Regions from separate parts of the Danio rerio genome. Here region 1 is linked to region 2. Evidence: chromatin contacts called from public Hi-C data. All regions are on one chromosome and are shown on one strand. Each heading gives the region's core, a stretch centred on a gene start, on an enhancer-like site or on the middle of the called end of the contact. The rest is flanking DNA. Distances are from core to core; before and after follow the strand shown. Region 1 has its middle 9.7 kb from the start of mis12. Region 2 holds the start of mcama (melanoma cell adhesion molecule a).

Region 1 (2,882 bases), core at 270-2,769, 48 kb after region 2:
GAAGTATAAGGAGCGCTGTCCTGCTGAAGAATTTGCCCTCTCCAGTGGTTTGTAATGTAATGGGCAGCACAAATGCCTTAATACCTCAGGCTGTTGATGTTGCCATCCAATTTGCAGATCGTTTAAACAGCCCCATACTGAATGTAACCCCAACCATGATTTTTCCTTTACCAACTTGCCTGATATCTGTTAGAATCTTGAGTTCATGCAGTTTTCAATAGGTCTTCTGCAGGATTTGTGATGATTCGGACGCAGTTTAAGAGTTGATTCATCTGAAAAATCTACCTTCTGCCACTTTTCCAAATTATCACTAAATTAAGTTATTATCAGTATTTCTTACACTAGGATCGAAGACAAGACTCTTGTCAGGTAGTGCGAATATATTTTTAGTGTAGCATTGTCGCATTTAATGGAATTGTTCACCCAAAAATGAAAATTATGCTATGAATTTCTCACCCTCATGTTGTTCAAGACTTCATCTTTAAATGAAGATATTTTAGATGAATTCTTAGAGCTCACTCATCCTCAATGAAGCAATGGTCCTGAGACAAAAAAGATGGCCACTTTTTTTGCACCAAAAAAACAAAAAGAAAAAACTTGCGTGTTGCACCACCAACTCTAACGGCAATAGTAAACACACACCTGATGAGAGATAATCATTTGATTACAGTTGAATGTTTTGACAATGTTTTTGACAATATATATAATCATAAAAAATAACTAACGTCTAAAGTTTAAAGAGATAGAACCTCAATATTAAGATTATGTCATCAGTTACTCACATTTTTCGAGAGGGGTCTGGCTGCAGACTTGGTGCAGGTGCAATCTGAGCTGCATCTAATGCTTTTTAATGTGCTCACCTAACCCCACCCCTAAACCTACCCCTCAAAGTGTGGTCACTAGCTCCATTTAGTGCATTGTGTCTGACATTGCATCTCTGAGCGATACAATCTCAGATGCAGCCTTTATGATGCAAGCTGAGATTCTCAACTTTTTGATTTAGTGTCTAATTTGTATCAATTCGTACAATCTAATTTGTACAATTTAGTATGATTTGCTCATCACCCAATGACGGTTGGGTTTAAGGGTGGGGTCGGGTGCCACGCCTTCTTTTTAAAATCTTACAATTTCATACAACTGAACTCATACGATTTTTTACGAATTCGCCACTAAACTAGCAAAACGTAAAATACTTACATTTTCTCATGAGATCAGGCTGGCGTTTTAAATAACGACATAGGTCACAGTAATACAAATTTTCATAATCTCGTGACATCACAGGATACCATTCATTGGTTTCGTTGCGTGCAAATGCAGTCAACTTAATCAGCATGCTGTTTCTACCTCTGTTGTAACCTTATTAAATTTAGCTGGGTTCCACTCTGCTGTTCTCTCATAACTCATCACCTTGGTATCTCCAGGCCGAAGCAGGGCTTTCTGATGGAGTGTGGGTGTGTGGAGATAAGGGCTCTTTATTGGTAGACCCTGCTAATCTGACTTGGCAGGGGGGATTGAGGGCAGGCTGTCCCATCTATGACGCCTCCATCCAGCATGACTTTTTGTGGAAGGCCCCAGCTGCTCAGGATACGTCTTTAATGAGTGATGAAAGAGGCAGACAGGGAGTCGGGCAGGTTGCGGGGCCTCCCTCCTTAACTCAATCCTTCACCATGTCTGTTTTTCAGCCTTGTTTAGGTGATGCCCTCCAGCAAATATGCTTTTTTTTCATGAGAATGCCATTTTACTATGCGGTGTCCATCTTACATTGGGTGTAATGACACAATGTTGATGTTGAAGTGGTTAATCCTCATAAGGTGAACACTGCAAAATAAATAAATGTAAGGTTACATTTATTTTACAAACATACATATATTTTTTTTCCAGCATTTTATTTTAAACAATTCAAAAAAACTGTTTACCTGTAAATGTTCAGGAACCCTTGTTATTAGCAAGTGGGGTATTTTTGTACACAACATACAAGAGACTGAACATGATACAATATCCTGATAATTTCAGCAAAGTTTAAGATGCACTTTGAGAGAAAATTATTTTTCAATGATGTACTGACGATGAACTTAAAGAGGTGGTCCATAGTGTATTTTTAAGGCTTGGTTGAGTTTATAACATGCAAAGCAATGTGTGCTCATGCTTCATTTGTAAAAAAAAATCACATTAATTTTTCATTTGATTACATTTAGCTACTCCACTAGTAGCAAAGAATTCTGGCCCAGATTTGGCAAAAAGCTGGCACAGCAGGCATTCATCCGGCACTGGCATACAGCATGTGGGCCAAACATGGCCCGGGTTTGGCAGAGGTGGCACCGTTTTTAAGGCGGCACACAAGATTTGGGCCAGATGTAAAACGTAGTATTTGGCCCAGATTTAAAAATTTGATAAGTGGGCCATGTGAGTTTGGCCAGTCTTGACCCACATTTAAAATACACTAAAATCATTTTTGAGTAAAGAAAAAAAATTCTACCAATCAGGTCACTTTGAGAAAAAGCGTGCCCATAGTGTGCCTAAAGCGCATCACTCCATGGGTTTATAAATTTCATTGCAATCGTGACACACCAACCTATCTGGCCCAGTTCAGGCCCATTTATGAGTTATTAACTTGGCTGAGACTTGGCCCAGATTTGGTCTGTGTTTGGCCCTTGTCTGGAAGCCAGATTTGGTCCAGTCATGTACCGTAATTCACTGCGGCATGTGGGCCAAGCAAAACCTGATTGTGTGGGCCAGAGCTGGGCCAGAGAAATTTTGCTATGTGGGTCAGCTAACATCAAAATGACTGTCATATTTCCATCAGCTAATATGTGCTCTGATTTGCGGATCGGCTTCACGTCACCAAGAAGCATTAAGCACCTTCAAGCATGCGCTATTTTGCG
Region 2 (2,730 bases), core at 13-2,512:
CAGTGGGGGTCCATCATCTGTTCCTTAATGAGAAGGGCTTGTTCTGTAGTCGTGTAGGTCATGCACTTAAGAGGGTGCACCACTGAATACAGCGTAATATGCAAGATCAAGGTTATTTGTATAGGTGTATAAATAAGTGTGTGCAACGAATTGTTAATAAACTACTGAATTTTGCATATTGTGAACAGCTTATCTCTGTGTGAAAATCTCTCACATCATGGCATTTTGAACAGTCTAACAGAGTTCCACAGATTCTATCTGAACACAGACACTCACGCACACACAAAGCCTGTATTTGTGGTCAGTCCCATGGTCTGTAGCATTTTTCTCATGTAGAAATAACCAGATGCAACAGCAAATTGGCCAATTATGAATATGAACATAAATATTTGCTTTGGAAATGTAATGTTTTATTACTAGATAATATAGGCTGATTAGCTTATGCATGGTAAGGTAAGATGCAAAAAAACAGTGTCATCTGAAATTTTCTTCTAAAATGATTTTTTTTTCTCAGGTTGATGCATGTAAGTTCAGTAATTTAACCTTTATGACAATAAATAATATATTTTCATGGCCTTAAAAGTGAAATAAATGAGCATATACAATGGAAGCTGAGAAAGATGCTTGGTTTAGATAAACAAACACGATATATGTTTTATATGTGTGTTTAAAATTTTAATATGTGTGTTAAATGGTGATCCACCTGCTATTGTTTATCAATGCTTGCCATATTTTACCGTTTTTTCCACATCTGAGGATATAAGCAAGATTATAAACGGATTGTTTTTATAGTACTACTACATTACTGTATGCGTTACTGTATGCTTTGTGTCTATTTCAACAAGTTCAATCTATTTATTGAGCTCACATGCAGTGTGATGATGACAAACTTCATTTTTTTCAAGCGAAAAACAAAGACAAATGGTAAAAAGGCTTTACAAATGTGGTCTAGCCAACTTGTAACCGTCGAAAACTCTAAAGTACACAGAAAACAGCGGAGTTAAATAGCCATAACTATTACCGTACAGTATACAGTATCTGCAGCATCCCAAACATCCGCGTGCATGTCATTCAAACGCGCGCGGTCGAAACCCTCTTCAGAAAGTTTCTCTCAAAAAAATAAAACATCAACAAAAAGCAGCACCGCATGGAAAATAAACGTCAAATTGTCTTACCTTGCCACGCAAGAGCGCAGATTTGAAGAACAATTAGTAAAAGTGAAGTGTTTTGCAGAGCCATGTTCCTGAAGTTATCCATCTGAATGAAGCGCACTGGAGGAGCACAGGCGTTTTGGCCAGGAGGAGCGCGCGAGAGAGGGAGGGATTATTTGGACTGTCCTACTGCGAGTGGGAGGAAATTTTGGGGCATTCAATTAATGTTCGCCTACAAAAGAAATCCGGTTACAAACTAATTTTTGTCGGACTCGATGTTTTTAGCTTCTGGTAAATCAGCTTGCACGAAGTGTGGTTATATGCTTATATGCACGAAAAGTGTGATTCTACTTTGCTTAGGACATGATATGCTACCACACACCTAACTAATATTATTGTATATGGTATACACAGTGGTGTTTAACAAAGTAACATGCCAATTTACGATGTAATACCAACGTATACAAAATCGTACCACTCAATTATGCTAATCGATGTTTGTTCACGCTGACGTCGCATGAAAAACATTGATCTTGAATATGTTAGAACACATTCTGGTAGACTGTATAGGGTTTAGGCTATATTCGTTATATAACTTCTATATTTTGTTATCAACTTTAAGTCAACAAAAATCATTATAAAAATCATGAAAATCAGTTCATTTGAATTATCATTATCCTACACGTACTGCAAAAATGCGTTTCTTACTTAGATTGTTTGCCTTGTTTCTAGTCCATATATTTCAAATTTCTTAAATCAATAAGAGATTTCTAGACAAGCAAAACATATTTTCTCTTGTTTAAAGAAATAATACACTAAAATGAAGGGAGTATTTCATTGAAACAAGCAAAAATAATCTGCCAATGGGGTAAGAAAAATAATCTTATGTCAAAAGGAAAACAAGATTGTTTTTCTTACCCCATTGGCAAATTATTTTGCTTGTTTTAAGGAAAAAATCACTTAATATTGCCATATTGTTTCTGAAAACAAGACATTATGTTTTGCGTATCAAGAAAATGCTTCTTGCTAAATGAATTTATAGATATTTGAAATAGAAACAACAAGAAATAAATACGGAAAGCATTTTGCAGTGTAGTTGTTGCCCAAGCCAAGTAAATAAATGAGATATATTAAAACGAAATTTAAGTACTACTTTTATACATCTCTATAGTTTACGAAGTACTTTTCAAATTATTTTTCCAAATTTCAAACAAGTGTAATGTTGTTTAGAGCATTTATCTGTAACACTTTAGAATAAAAGTCCATTAGTAAATGTTAGTAATGTTAGTATTGTAAATATTAGTGTTATAATGTTAGTATTTTCTTTAAAATTAACATTAAGTTACATTAGCATAACATTAACTGAGTATGAATAATCTTGTAAAGAATTTATTAATCATATTTCGACATTTACTAATGCACAAAATCCAAAGTTGTGCATGTTAACTTACCGTAAGTTACATGGACTAAAATTATTTAACTTAAATATCGAATATGAACTAACATTATTTAACTTACACAATAATAAATGTATTACTAATTGTTACTAATGGAGCATTATTTAATACATTTATCTTTT

The links. A called contact is a pair of places that touch in the nucleus more often than the background predicts.
Region 1: a contact with region 2 is called in a Hi-C map of an unstated tissue, with 4 times the contacts expected there. The contact joins the enhancer-like site here to the promoter of mcama in region 2. A contact is called at or near these places in 2 of 18 Hi-C or Micro-C datasets (embryo and an unstated tissue).

What each region holds. Positions count from the first base shown.
Region 1 is chr5:64,847,617-64,850,498 of GRCz12tu, forward strand. No RefSeq gene overlaps it. Among named protein-coding and RNA genes, the nearest start is that of mis12, 9.7 kb to the right of the region's middle. Within about 2 kb of position 1,520, at least 5 of the 62 cell types and tissues checked have an H3K27ac peak or open chromatin away from gene starts, as enhancers often do.
Region 2 is chr5:64,799,922-64,802,651 of GRCz12tu, forward strand. mcama (melanoma cell adhesion molecule a) reads right to left here and starts at 1,263. Exons shown (of 16, transcript XM_068221535.2): 1 at 1,176-1,263. The coding sequence starts at 1,257.